Linked DNA regions of Mus musculus: regions 1 and 2 are each linked to region 3. Evidence: chromatin contacts called from public HiChIP or PLAC-seq data. All regions are on one chromosome and are shown on one strand. Each heading gives the region's core, a stretch centred on a gene start, on an enhancer-like site or on the middle of the called end of the contact. The rest is flanking DNA. Distances are from core to core; before and after follow the strand shown.

Region 1 (4,581 bases), core at 1,083-3,582, 670 kb before region 3:
ACACTGTAAACATTCCTGGTCTGGCTATATTGATGGCTTTTACAGATATCTGCAGGCACCCTCAGCCTTGTCTTTCATGAGCTGGAATTGCTCAAAGCTTTCTCACATCCATTTCTATTCCCTCTCTAAAGATGGTAACACATATCCACAGCATCCGATGACAGTCCCACTGCTGACATCCATCCTTACCTACTTCCCCAGCATAGACCAATACTATTTGTAAGGTATTTACTAAGCACTCATATTCTGAATTGTTTTCTATTTGCTATGTGCCATTGAGTATGCTCTAGCAGCCTATAACAAGAACGCAAAGACAATAAAAAATAAAATAGACTAAAGAGTAAATGAATCCAAGGGTGAACACAAAATGAAGTGAGATGAATTTATTAGTGCTCACAAGCCCACTACAAATGAGTCTCCAGTTTGCTTTGCATACTCAATGTAGCAAAGGGGTTAAGGGACATTGTGGAAGTTGCTCAATGTGATATCTATGTGAAACAGAAAAAAAATGAAAGTCATTATTAAAGAGAGGAGAGAGAGAGAGAGAGAGAGAGAGAGAGAGAGAGAGAGAGAGAGAGAGAGACAGAGAGAGAGATTGATTGGTTGTGTTCTTATACCAGACAAGATCTACCCCATCAATGACACATTAAGAGAGCCTCAGGGAAGAACTAACTTTCACAGCACTAGAAGGTAATATGCAAGCTTCTAAGGAAGGAAAGAAATAGTCTTACCCAGCTATAATGCCCATAAACCACACCAATGACCCACATGACAAGACTTCCCTAAAAGTGCAACAGTGACATTTATATCTTGGTGGTAACTAATAGCCATCTAACTGTACTCAAGGCCTGCTTAGCAGGTGGGAAAACTAGTCAACTGCACCTGGCTTGTGAGGCCATGGATCTTAGACGAGGACCTACAAGATCCATTGTGGTAAACAAGTTTAATTCCTAACTGTAGTCTAAATACTTATCTGCACATGGACAGATAAGCATAGATCTTAACAACCATCAAAACACTTGGTTTTTTTTGCAACAGCAGGGGACCATTATAAAAAAAGCCCAAATGGTTAAAATGAACAACTGATACTAGGGTGCCTATCGCCAGCTGATAAACCAGAAAAAAAAAAAACCAACAACAACAAACAAACAAACAAACAAAAAACCTCCTGCACCTGTGTCTCAGGAAACCCTGAGGAAAAAAACATGAAAGTATTTTAAGAGCCATAAATCCATGAAGGTTGCTATAAGATTGTGCCTTCTAGCTATTACAGAAAAAACTACACTAATGAAATCACAACAGCATGTTCTTAATCAGGACTTGAACAATTCAAACAACAGTTGGCATCACAATGCAGATGGGAGCAATCTCACCAGGTCCCATGCCTAGATGAAGAGGTAAATGCGATTAAAAACTGATGAGATAGGGAGAATTGGTCTTTCCCAGGGATTAGTCCCCTGTGTGGTTATCCAATGCTAAGTACTCACCACTAGAAATATGAATATATATGTACGTATATATTCATAATATGAACATATATATGTAACACTGAAAGAACTCTGCAGGCTGTATTTATATGATGATTTGTTCCTATGTCTATACAAAGGCTGAAGAAAAAGAATCCATAAATTCAGGTTGGACATGGGGGAACAGAATGGTGAATGGGGAAGGATAATGCAAATATATTTTAGTTCAATTTTTAAAAGGCTTTATATGAAGTCACTGAAGTTACCAAGCAGATATACTGCTTGCCCTTTGAACCCCACACAGGTTAAGTACTGGTTTGGTAGTACAAGGCAGCATCAGGTTGCAAACTCATGTTAGTCTAGCTCCCCAACAGTTACCCCAAAGTAAGTCTGGAAAATAAACACTGTTTTCCCCCAGTAGCAAGAGTCAACCTCAGACCTTTGTGCATGGTGTGCATCACAGAACAAGCAAGACACTGCAAAGATTTTGCTTTTAACAACGTGCTGGCAGCTGAGTTGCTTCAGTTTAAAGCCAAGATACAAAGTCCTTGACAGAAAAGGGCAGGAGGAGGGGCAAAGAACATGAAGTATTAATAAGCCTCATAAAATCATTACCTTGTCCCTTAAGTAGCTTCTGAAATAGGAACAGCAGGGAAGAACACCAATAGGGGTATTTGGTTTGCTCTCCCCTCCCATACGTTGTATATTTCTACAGGTAAAATGGTATGAAAATTTAACAGAATTTTAATGTCATTCTCTAAGTTTTATGATACCACAAAGAGATGATCTTCATTCTGCTCACCACAAGAGGAGATGGGTCACAGAGTAGGTGGATCCATGACTCATTACCTCCCAGAACCTGCAGAGGCTGCCTGAGTGGCAGGCAAACTTCTGGGATCAATAAAGTTCAAGGCAAGGCAGCGCCTGCCAGAAGGCCTTAAAGAAAGTCATTAGTCAACTAGTGACCCGACAAACTCATCACAGCAGCCCCCTGTTGTGGATTCTCAGAAAGGTTGATCTGTGCTGAGAAACTTAAAAGGTCATGGGTATCTAGAAGTCAAAACTCACAGAATGGGGTTGAGGGAAAGAAACCACAGAAGAACCATGGAGACAGGGGTAGGTCACCTCAGACACCAAGGTCACCACTTACCTTCTGCGTGACCATGAAAGTGAGGCATAAGAGTGATGACATGTCACATGCAATGCAAAAGCTAGTGGGGCACAGGAGAAGCCTCTCAAGAATGCTGGATGAACCCCTCTCTAAATGAATGACAATGATGACATAGCATCTAGTGTGCACAGGATCTAGATGCAAGTCCTAGGCGAATAGCCTTCAGAGAAAGGAAAAGTAAACTAATTGTGTACTTGATGTGATTAAAACTACTAGTTCAGCCTCTCAAGGAAATATTCTGTTCCTTCTTTCCAGGAATGTCAGGAGCCATCTCCTCAGCTTCTGCGGTGGTACTCAGAAAGAGGATTCATAAGTGAAGGTGAGAGGTCTCTTCCAATCAGCACCAATGTGCTTGAGTGACAGGCGGCCTGGAATTAAAATCTTGCTGAATGCCTACCATGCTTGTCTTGGGAAAGGTGATTTCAGGAGGTGAGTCAAACTCAGCCTGTTCAACTGTTTCACACTGATTGCTATATCCAGGTCCCTGCTCCTCTAATGATACCACTCCCTACCTGCATTGCTGTGGCGTTTTAACTGTGAGGCTCCGAGGAAAACACATGTCTTCAAATGCAATCTGAGCTCTCTTGAACTGAACCTCTGGCCTATGAGATTCCAGAATCTATGGCTTTTTAAACCTATGACCTTGAACACCAGAATGCCCTGCACTGTAGTTTCTTCATTAGTATAATGATACAATATTACCTACCAAGACTGGTTAGGAAAATTAGATTAATATTAAGAAATCACCTTGAAGCGATTGATATACAATGCATGAACATCTGCTTGGTTTAGTCAACCTCAGCAACCTAACACTCTAGTTAATCTACGTAACCACTAAGTTTACAAACCATAACCACTAAGTAACCACTAAGTTACACACAAACCATAGGGAATCTGCATTTTCCCATTTCCTGTATTTTAAATAAAAAGGGAGGACTATACATGTACACCGAATAAATATATCCCACCAAAAGAGACAACTGGAGTTGGGAGGCAATTTGGGGGCAGGGGAGAAACCTAGGGCAATGGAAACTCCCAAAAATCTATTAGGATGGCCCTAGCTAATACTACTAGTAATAGGGAATATTTTTCCTGAACCTGCTATCTCCTGTAACCAGGCAAGACTTCCAGTGGTAGGCTTCATATACCAACCCAGCTGTAAAACCTTCAACCTACAATCCGTCCTGCCAGCATGATGTGCTGGGGTAAAGATGACATAGAAATTGTGGGAATAGTCAACCAATAACTGGTCCAGCCTGAGACCTGACCCATAACATGAGAGGGAGCACATCCATGACACAGTGCCTGGAGGAACAGAAACCAGAGGTCAGAAGGCCCAGAAACTAGGATAGAACCAAACATGACTAGGAAAATAAGTCAGTGAAATGATGGCTACTGACATTCTGCTATACTCAGATTGGTGCCTAACCCAATTGTTATCAGAGAGACTTCATCCAGCAATTGATGGAACTGGATGTAGAGACCCACAGCCAAACATTAGGCAGAGTTCAGGGAATCCTGCTGAAGAAGGGAAGGATTGTTCGAACCAGGGGGAGTTGAGAGCATCACAAGAAAAGCCAGAGAATCAACATAGACTCAAAGGGGCTCACTAAGACTGAAGGGACAATCAGGGACCCTGCATGGCTCTAACCTAGGCCCTGTCCATATATGCTATAGTTGTGTAGCTTGGTGTTTTGTGGGACTCTTAACAAAGGGAGGGGTATTTATGATCCTTTTTCCTACTTTTGGGGCCCTTGTCCTCTTACTGGACTGCCTCATCCAGACTTAATATGAGGGGAAGTACCTAACGTATTGTAACTTGATATGCCATGTTTAATTGATAGCCCTGGGAACCCTACCTTTTTCTGAACCAAAACAGAGGAGGAGTGGATGAAGATGGAAGAGGTGGGGGAGATGATGGAGGTGGTGGGTGAGCAGAGGGAG
Region 2 (4,400 bases), core at 521-3,020, 590 kb before region 3:
TGTTGCCCAGGGTTCTTTTGGCATTGACACACTCTATTTCAGGCCTCATCACCCTTGTTCTAGATGAAACAGACAGGAGGGACTTTTTGTTTGCAAATGCTTTATTATTTAATACTAGATGGCACACACTTATCCACAGTATCCAACTCTCGCTGTAAGGACTCACTGATGAGTAAGCACACTCACCTGGAGAAACAATGGATTTACTGTAGCCAACTGTGGTAAGACCATCGGGACTTCTGTGCAATGTATCAGGAACTTACTGTAAAGACTCTGCCAGAAAGAGGGAACTAGGCAGCCAATTATTTTAAAACTAAAAACACAAGCAAGAACTGGACAGGAACTGGGGCCACCAAGAGGCTCTGTCTCAACAAATAAAAATGGAGACCCATCAACGAGAACACTCAACTTGAAATTTAGACATTTACACAAAAGCACACACACTTACCACACAAATAATACAATGAATGATTCAGGTGCTTGTTATAAAAGAGCGACTTGAGAAAATAGTTTCAATAGGACTCTCACAAGCTTGCAGGAAGTTATGATCCCCACTAACAAATATAGATAGTAAGGCTCAAAAGAAGAGAAGAGACATGCCCAAGGTCACATAACTATTACGAAGCATACATTTCAGTGTGACATCCACAGTGTGTGTATGCTTGGCATTTCATCAAGTTTATTTTAGTCAGGGCTAGCCTCTGAAAGCCCTGACTAAAATGCAGCGGGAAATAACAGGAAATGAGTATGTTCACCATCCAGAGTCACTGAGAAGAGCCAAGGACCAACTCAACACGGAGCTGAAGTGAGTGATAGAGAAACGGCAGGAATGTGAGAAGGGGAAAGATGGAGAGAGAGAAAAAATTGGAAGGAGGGAGGGAGAGAGAGAGGACAGAGGGATGGAGAAATGAGACAAGGAGGAGGAAGTGGCTGTGGCTTAGCAAGCAGTGGCCCCGGATGCTCCTCCTTCTTGGTTTCATTTTTCAGCCCAGCAAAATCACAACTTGTTAGCAGTACCTTGACTAAATAGACACATTTGGCTAAAATAATATAACATTTTGTTCATTACTTCAGAAAAGCAGAAAAATAGACTACAGAATGGCCCTCTCAGAAATTACTTTAGAGAATGCCAAGCCAAGAGAGCAATGCTGAGGATAAGAACTCCATCCACACACCGCCCTCCACAGTGGCCTTGACTGTGAGGAGTTGTACTATCCAGGGCAAAGCACAGACCTCCGTCTTTCTCCAGTCTTCTCTCTTAAGCAGGGTGGAGAACTAAGGATGGGCAAGGACATCATCACCTGGAAGTGGATCCCTTCCCCACTGAGGGGCCGCTGGGGAATGAATCTTTCACTGGGATGGCAGGGGCAGGCTGACATGAAAATGGACACACTTGTGGATTACATCCTTTATTAGTCTCTCTCTGGGAGCCCCTAGACCAAACTCTGACTCTCATCAACTTACCCCAAGAAAAGGCTACAACCGCACCAAGGGTGACAGGCGGAAAAGGAGCCCTAACCCATTCAGGAGCATCTGTCCCATTTCACGGGCCTTATCTGTCCTCTCCAACTGCTTCTTGTCCTCAGCGGTTGCCAGCTCCAGATCCTGACTCCTCCTCAAATCAGAACACCAATCCTTTCTCTAAATCTCTTTGAAGATGAGGTCAAAATGACCATCACTTTGCCGTACTGAGGTTTCACACCTCGCTCTCTTCATTCCCACATACAGCAACCACAACCTCAACTCAGTGAGCATTTGTAAAAGTACTCTCACGTGGAACACAGTTTATTTTTAACATGTGTAAGTTCTCAAATGTAAGCACTGTCTTAACACAGGTCTGGGATAATTCTAGGAGATTTTCATAAAACGTGGCTTAAGTTCACAACACATGCACTCAGCTAACACCCATTTCCTTGCAAAACATATCCTACCCTAACTTCTGAAGCATATCTTTTTCTTTCTTTAATTCACCACATAGAAGAAACCTTCAGAAAGAGTTGGAGTAGGTTCTGAATTTTAATATCTCCCTTCAAATGTGTCCGATTTTAATGACTGGTCTTCACCTTGTATACTCACATTCCCAGCAAGATTGGAAACAATGGGACTTAGGCATATGCAGTGGAGGCAGAAGATAGATTCAAGATGTTTCAAGTATGCAAAATCACATGCAGATGGAAAAACATTATGTCCAGTCAAAGAGAGTTAAGAAAGCAATATATAGAGAGACACCCAGGACTGGAAGAACACAAATAAAATCTAACTTGTAATTAACATACCGTGCTGTGACACCTGTTGCCTTCCATGATAAGAAGTCTGGGAGATCAAAGAAATGTCCCGCCTTATCCCAGCAAATCTCTCTCAAGTTCTGCCAAATTAAATATATATTAGAATCAATTAGGAGTTTTTTTCCCAACTCTTCTCCCCTTTCAAAAATGTTTCAAATTTTTCAAAACAAAAGTGGAGCCAACAATGTTCATGAAAACATCTGTGTAAGGGCTTGGGGGAGGGTGGTATAAAAGTAGTATTTATACAGGAAAGAAAACATGACAATTATTGATCCTTCCAAAAATGACCATAATTTTCCTTTCGTCCCCTTTGCAATCTGGCTAGGGAGAAAACATTTCTGTGGATATGCAACCCAGCCTCTTGGCAAAGGCAAGAGGCTATGCTTCAAACATGGAGTAAGAAGTTAACAGCTATACACAAGAAAAAAAAAAAAAACTACACTAAGTACTACTCAAGGAATCTACAATGTGCCTTGTCATGAAAATTCCCAGCATACTGACTGGTACCAAAGTCAACTCAAAGAACTCCCTGCCTAAGCCAGTATATAGTCAAATCAAGAGGATGTTGGAACATTTAGACATTTATTTTATTCCATATTGTCAAGTAGCCAGATTTTTTTTCTTGCTGCTGGGCTTTCTTTTCATCTACCAAATCTGGACAATTCAGTCCTTACTTGCTGCTCTACTCTTTCCCATGACTCCAGCCCTCCTATACATCGGGTTAACCTTACAAGCACTGGGGTAAGTCCTACTCAAGGTTATACCTAGTTCCATACCACACACATAATTGTTAGGGCAATGTGGTAGTTTAATATGCTTGGCCCAAGGAGTAGCACTATTAGGAAGTATGGCCTTGGTGAAGGAAGGGTGTCACTGTGGGGGATGGGCTTTGCGACCCTCGTCCTAGCTACCTGAAGACAGTATTCTATTTGCCTTCTGGCCAAGAAGTAGAACTCTCAGCTCCTCCAGCACCATGCCTGCCTGGATGCTGCCATGCTCCCACCTTGATGATAATAGACTGGATCTCTAAACCTGTAAACCATTCCGAATTATATGTTGTCCCTTATAAGATTGCCTTGGTCATGGTATCACTTCATAGGAGTAAAACCTTAACTAAGACAGGTAATGTACTCCATTTTTCCTGCTCTGGATGCTCTATGAGGTTAAAGATTTTGGCAACTTTGGTGACCATGATACCTCTCTTCCTACATACTGAGTGGACTTTTGGCTGCTGAGTGGACATTCCATAAGTTTAGTCCTCTCATGATAAGGACTTGATTAGTTGACATGTGACTTAGCTAAGCCACGCACAATTCTTCGTGCAGGATTTTAAAATCAAGGTTGAAATGAAGCCATCCAAGCTCTGTCTGTAAATGGAAACTTGGAAAGGACGAAGCAACTCCTTTCTGCAAAGTTCCTAGAGCTGAAGAAGTAAAGACAACAGAAGACAAAGCAAGAAAGACTACCAGTCACTTGACTTGCTACGTCTTCTTGCTTTTAACTATTCTTTGTTGCAAGACACACAGAAAGGAATTTATCATAAACTCAGGGTATTTCTGGAACCTAAAGGCAACGGTGCAGACTTCACAAGAACATATTATGCCTTTGTGGTACAATACAAATCTACTGACCTACTAAACAAACTGCTTAGATTCCCCTTCCAGTCTCTCTGCTGTGACAGGGATCTGTCATGGTACAATGACTTCCACCTGTGTGGCTTGCCTTCTCCGGGAATGCAAAAGAGCTAGCAGTTATTACATCAGTTTGACAGACACTTACCTAGTTTATACATGTTTGTATTCTCAAATTCCAGATTTTTGCTACTTACTGTCCCTTGAAATTCTGCTTTAGCACATAAATCCAAGTCCACACACTGTCTTAAGTACAGGGTTCTAGTGCAATGAGGACATCAAAGACTCAAGCATAAAAGCCAAAGTATTACAACCATTCTGTTACCGTGTATGTGACAAGCCTCTGTTGAGAAGGAAATGAGTCCCAAATTTCTCTTTAGATATTCATACATTTTAACATCAAATAAATCAGAGCTTATGATTTACAAAACATTCCTAACAGAGCTATGAACTTGTATAACCCTGAACACTTAACAAGTGACAT
Region 3 (5,008 bases), core at 2,113-4,612:
ACAAACAAACAAACAAACAAACAAACAAACAAACTAAAGTTGATTCCCAAGTTGACTCCAAAGAGCTGCCTTTGTCCACATGTGACCTGGCCCCAAAGTACTCTTACCACATAAATGTCTACCTCCATTGACTTCATGACTTCTCTGTTACACGGATACTTTGTCATTCTATTTTGTATATAAAAATATTCATATTCAAAGAAAAAACAAACTTGCTGAACTTCACAGAGCTAGAAAGACATTAGAACCCCTGTCCCTCCCATGGCCCCTTACTATTCTGCTGGATACACAAAGAATTGAAGCATGGTGAGGTAGAGGAGAGAACTGAAGTAGAGCCAGCAGTTTCGGGATTTAGAGTTAAGCACTGCTGGATTAGATCTGACCTCTGCTGCTTGTGGCTGGGGAGTGTGGAGCAAGTTCTTTAATCTTGCCAAGCCCCAATTCCTTCTTTTGTAAAAAGGAAACCAACCATAGCTTCTACAAAAGGCTGTTGGGAGGATCATTTATAGAAAACACCTGTCTACAGCAGGCAAGTGACCATTAGCCATTTTTCAGTGTGGGCTTGTTACCTCAGGAAGAAAGGAACACACACACACACACACACACACACACACACACACACACACACACACACACACAAACCATGATAGCTGAGTTGAAATCGTTTCTTATTAAAAATCCAATCAGGTCTCCAAGGGCCTGTGTCTTGGTCGTACAAGGGCTGGCAGGTCCTCTCTGCAAGCTGGAGAAAAGTTTTGTTTTGCCAGCTGTACTCAAAGGGGAATATTCTCCGGGCATAGCATTGTGAGCCTGTTTGGTTTGGCTCACAGGCATGTCAGCACATTTAGGAAGTGAAGTCAGAAAGAGGCAGGGTTTCAAACACAACTGGCTGCATGCATACGAACGCCCAAGCAATTAAATACCAAGCCCAAGCAGGGTGCCTATCAGCCTAGGTTCCCCTCTCTGCCTCCAACCACCCCGATATTGTCAGAGAAGCCTCTGAGAATGGCTGAATGCCTGGAAAGAAAGAATTGCCAGCACCCAGGTTTACACAGCATGCTGTCCAGGCTGGCAGTGGTCATCACAGCCAGCCCCCTGCCTCCAGCAGAAGAATGACTAATTTGATGGAGAGACTAGTGTTTCTCCTTTGGATTCTGGAAGTCAAAGTGTAGGAGTAGAGGGGAGGAAGATAATGAATTAGCAGTGCTAATTAGAAGGGAAAGAAAGGGCTGAAGACATGGAATTCTGACAAAGGGACACAATGCCATTATACTCTACCTACAACCTACGCTTAGAGAACAGTGCAGAGATCGGAGCTGCAGTTTAATACCGAACACTGGCTGGGAGTGGGAAAATGGTTAGCTTCTTTGAGTTTCGGCAGCTTTATTTATAAAATGAAGTTAATAATACCTATTTTTCTTAGATTGTTGTAAGGATTAAAAAACGGTAACACATGGGAAAGGTCAGGCATAACTCTGGCAAAGCATAGACATATCCATTAGGACTTTTTGACCTCACGTGACAGAAAATTCAATCTCAGCAGAGGAATGTCACTGAAAAGCCATGGTGGAGGTAGCTGTACATCTGGCTATCTACAGAGCTCACTACTACCTACAAAGTGTAGCCTTTTTATCCTTTATCTCTTGGTACTCCACTTGCTATGGGAATGATCAGCTTCCTCCTCATCTCCAGGTGGCAATGCCCAGAAGTTCAGCTTTCTGTCCACATAAATGTGGTAGATTCAACATTTCCTCATGGGCTCCCTAGATTGTGTTTTGTTGTTTTCATATCCATTTGGGGTTGGGAGCTTATCCGTTGCCTTAAATACAGGTTATCCACTCACCTCTGGAACCAAGATAATGAGTTTCTGAAAACTATTTGGCCATGTAGGGAGGTTGGAGGAGATCTTCAAAGAAAAATCAAGATCTAGGGAGGAGAAGATAGGGAATTGGTCTGGAAGGTCAAACAGAAAACACGTAATGCTTAAGCCTATCTCTTTGGTGACTGTTGAACATAACAAACAGTAAAAGCAGAAAAGAGGATGAAACAAACTGTTATCATGACTGAATCATGAGGAGACACTAAAGGTGAATGTTTGAAGTAGCAAGGAAATCCATACAGTTAAGACTTAAGACCTCCCTCAGGGAAAGGCTCCATACACAGGGCAGAGATTCACAAAGTTCAGCCTAATACCCCATGACCAAAATTTCCCCCTTCTTGAAATGAATCAAATATCATAACACCCAGGATCTGAGATATGCGAGAAGGACCTGAAAACCCCTAGTAATAAAAATTGGCTTTAAGCATACGTGAGCGGAAGGTCCCAGTGTTACAACTGTGAAAACTCTACACCAGACTGATCTCTATTGTGTGTACTGAGACAAGTCTGGGCTAAAATAGGGTAGGGTGAGTAATTTGTGTCACAAATGGCCTTACAACCTTTCCATGTTAGACTACTGTGATAGCTAATCTTCACTGTCAACTTAACTACATTTGAAAACACCTAGAAGACACACCTCTGGGTATGTCTTTTGAAGGAGATTCCAAAGAGGTTTCTGGGAGGGAGAGGAAAGATCTACTCTGAATGTTAACAGCATCATCTCATGGGTTGAAGTGTTAATATGATTAGGAAAAAGGATGAAGCCACATGACAACAAACTGTTGTTGCCCAACTATGGACACAATGTGACCAATCAACTCATGCTACTGCCATCATGCCTACTTTCCCCCATGATATGCTATATTCCCTGAGACTATAAACCAAAATAAACTATTATCCCTTTATGTCCTTTGTGTCAAGTATTTGGCCACACCCATGGGAGAAGAAAAGTAGACATTAATATGGGATTGATTTCCCACCATGCTTACAAAAGATGGTGTTCATTCTACTCCTTCATCCCACATTTATTGAAGTAAACAAGAAAGAGGTAAATAATCCTGGAAGAGAGAGAGCAAGTAAAAAGAGAGAGAGAGAGAGAGAGAGAGAGAAAGAGAGAGACTAACATCATTCAGCATGTTGGCTGCTATCATAGCAGTGAATACAGTGGGGACTGAGAACAAATACCTGTGTAGTAGAGTTCATTAACTTCTCCCTGTCTGTAGAAGGTACTTGGACTTGCATCTTAAAGGAATGAATAAAAGTTGGCCATTAAAATGGTAAGATGGTGTTTTGGTGAGTGGCAACATCAGGGACTAAAGTAAATATGATTCACAGTGCCTGTCAGTCAAACCTCAACTATTTTCAGACCAAATAGTTGAAGTTGAGTTTGTCAAATAAGGAAAAAGACCTATTAAACAGATGTGACTCACTGGCCCAATGGAGCTTTGCTCTTTGTAAAGGACTGCAGGGTCAGAGCAAGCGGTGGTGTACCACAGATGTAGTAAAAGCACTACCAGAGATGTGGGGGGCAGGGCAATGAGGGGATTTACTCAGCTTAGTCACTACAAAAGGCTTCCCTAGGAAGTGACCTTTCAGCTGACACCTGAAAGAATTAGTCAGTGATGTCAAGGTGTGGGCCTGTCCTCTTCAAGGATAAGTGTTAGAAGTAGAGAGGAGACCCATAGAGTTGGGACTTAAGAGTTCTCTCAGGGGAAGTCTCCATATACAGCGCAGGAATTCCAAGAGTTCAGCATAATACTCTATGACCAAATTTAGTGCCCAAGCCCTCTAGTCTTCAACCACCTCAGGAGTTATATGGCAGTTAACAAAGAACAGTCTCTTCCTGAAGGCCTCACTACTTTATATTAATGTACAAGCATGAATCCCTGGCTCTGAGAGACCACTGTTTCTTCTGTAGCTCTTGTGACAGAGCTATGTTTGCATTTCTTCACATAAGCCTTATAGATTTCATCCCAGATGAAGGAACTGAGGCAGTGTGATTATTTAAAAGTCCTGGGACTCTGAGGAACAGGAACAAGATTTTACTTGAAGATCAAGCTCTTGGTATCATCATCACACTACCTCTGTGGATGATGTGGTCACATTTTTCTTGTTGATGTGACAGATACCTGATAGCGATAATTTAAGAGAGATGTTCTTTTTGGTTCATGGTCCATTATGGCACCCGGATCAGCTCTTCTCATCATAGCTGCAACATTAACATCTTAGCCGATCAAGAAACACAGAACCCAGCCTCTAAAGCCACAGTGTAATATTTTTAACATGTCCACTTGCCACAACCTAGAATCGTGGGGGGATTATCTAGATCAGGTTGGCCTGTGGGCATTTCTATGGGGGGAGGGGATTCTCTTGACTGTTAACTTGGTATAGGGAGACTCACCCCATTGTGGGTCTTCTTACCATTTTCCTATGCACTGAGTTTCACTCAAGGTAGAGAAGTCAGAGGAAAGGTGTGTGACAGAAAGCAAGCATAGAAGTGTTGGTTTGTCTCTGGTCTTGACTGTGGGTGTGACGTTACTGGCTGTTTGAGTTTCTGCCTTAACCCTACCCCACTCAATGATGGGTAAGCCAAGTAAACCTTTCTTCCATGCAGTGTTTATCTGAGTGTTTTATCACAGCAACAGAAAGGAAAATAGGATGCCCATGGGTCTACCTCTGCACATAGGCCTCCGGCCCCAAAGGTCCTACGACTACTAGTTGACAAGGAAACTGTAGAAGACATTACATATTCAAGCTGCCATACTGTAAGATTCCAACAGCTCAGCAATGGCTCACTCCTGAGTAGCACCTGTGACACAGAGAGCTTACAGGGAATACCAAGTCCTTTTCCTTAGCACAGGTGGAGAATTGGGAAGCCAAGTGGCCACAGTTTTTTCTCTCTTCAATCTTTCTCTGGGCTTTATGTCCTGTTGTTTGAAGTTCCATTTCAGATGAAAACATCAACAATAAACCACAGTTTGCTAGGCCGCTGAATTTCAAACAGATCTGACAGAAACCTAGAAAAAGTTGGGATTTTTCTCTTTTATACATCAAACATTGCAGTTAGCACTCCTCCGAGCAGCTTGGCTGCATTCTGTAAGGAGAATAGATCATAATAGTGTGTGGGGG

The links. HiChIP or PLAC-seq counts read pairs in DNA pulled down with a chosen protein or histone mark.
Region 1: a BATF HiChIP or PLAC-seq map of CD8 T cells shows a contact between it and region 3, with 9 read pairs. The contact joins two enhancer-like sites. A contact is called at or near these places in 1 of 39 promoter capture datasets (frontonasal cranial neural crest), 1 of 15 datasets of contacts at CTCF or cohesin (the NIH/3T3 cell line), 4 of 484 Hi-C or Micro-C datasets (bone marrow-derived macrophages, nephron progenitors, olfactory sensory neurons and 1 more) and 8 of 115 datasets of contacts at active chromatin or transcription factors (CD8 T cells, bone marrow-derived macrophages, craniofacial prominence and 5 more).
Region 2: a BATF HiChIP or PLAC-seq map of CD8 T cells shows a contact between it and region 3, with 5 read pairs. The contact joins two enhancer-like sites. A contact is called at or near these places in 1 of 39 promoter capture datasets (frontonasal cranial neural crest), 5 of 484 Hi-C or Micro-C datasets (the C2C12 cell line, bone marrow-derived macrophages, nephron progenitors and 2 more), 5 of 115 datasets of contacts at active chromatin or transcription factors (CD8 T cells, bone marrow-derived macrophages, craniofacial prominence and 2 more) and 2 of 9 other capture datasets (adipose tissue and liver).

Annotation. Positions count from the first base shown.
Region 1 is chr4:95,706,127-95,710,707 of GRCm38.p6, reverse strand. The region is part of intron 6 of Fggy (FGGY carbohydrate kinase domain containing); the gene reads right to left. Among named protein-coding and RNA genes, the nearest start is that of Fggy, 150 kb to the right of the region's middle. Within about 2 kb of position 2,332, at least 13 of the 459 cell types and tissues checked have an H3K27ac peak or open chromatin away from gene starts, as enhancers often do. A contact at or near this core is called in CD8 T cells, where this site is marked.
Region 2 is chr4:95,621,446-95,625,845 of GRCm38.p6, reverse strand. It overlaps Fggy (FGGY carbohydrate kinase domain containing), which reads right to left. Exons shown (of 16, transcript NM_001113412.1): 5 at 2,277-2,365. Among named protein-coding and RNA genes, the nearest start is that of Fggy, 66 kb to the right of the region's middle. Within about 2 kb of position 1,770, at least 28 of the 459 cell types and tissues checked have an H3K27ac peak or open chromatin away from gene starts, as enhancers often do. A contact at or near this core is called in CD8 T cells, where this site is marked.
Region 3 is chr4:95,033,990-95,038,997 of GRCm38.p6, reverse strand. No RefSeq gene overlaps it. Among named protein-coding and RNA genes, the nearest start is that of Jun, 16 kb to the left of the region's middle. Within about 2 kb of position 3,362, at least 12 of the 459 cell types and tissues checked have an H3K27ac peak or open chromatin away from gene starts, as enhancers often do. A contact at or near this core is called in CD8 T cells, where this site is marked.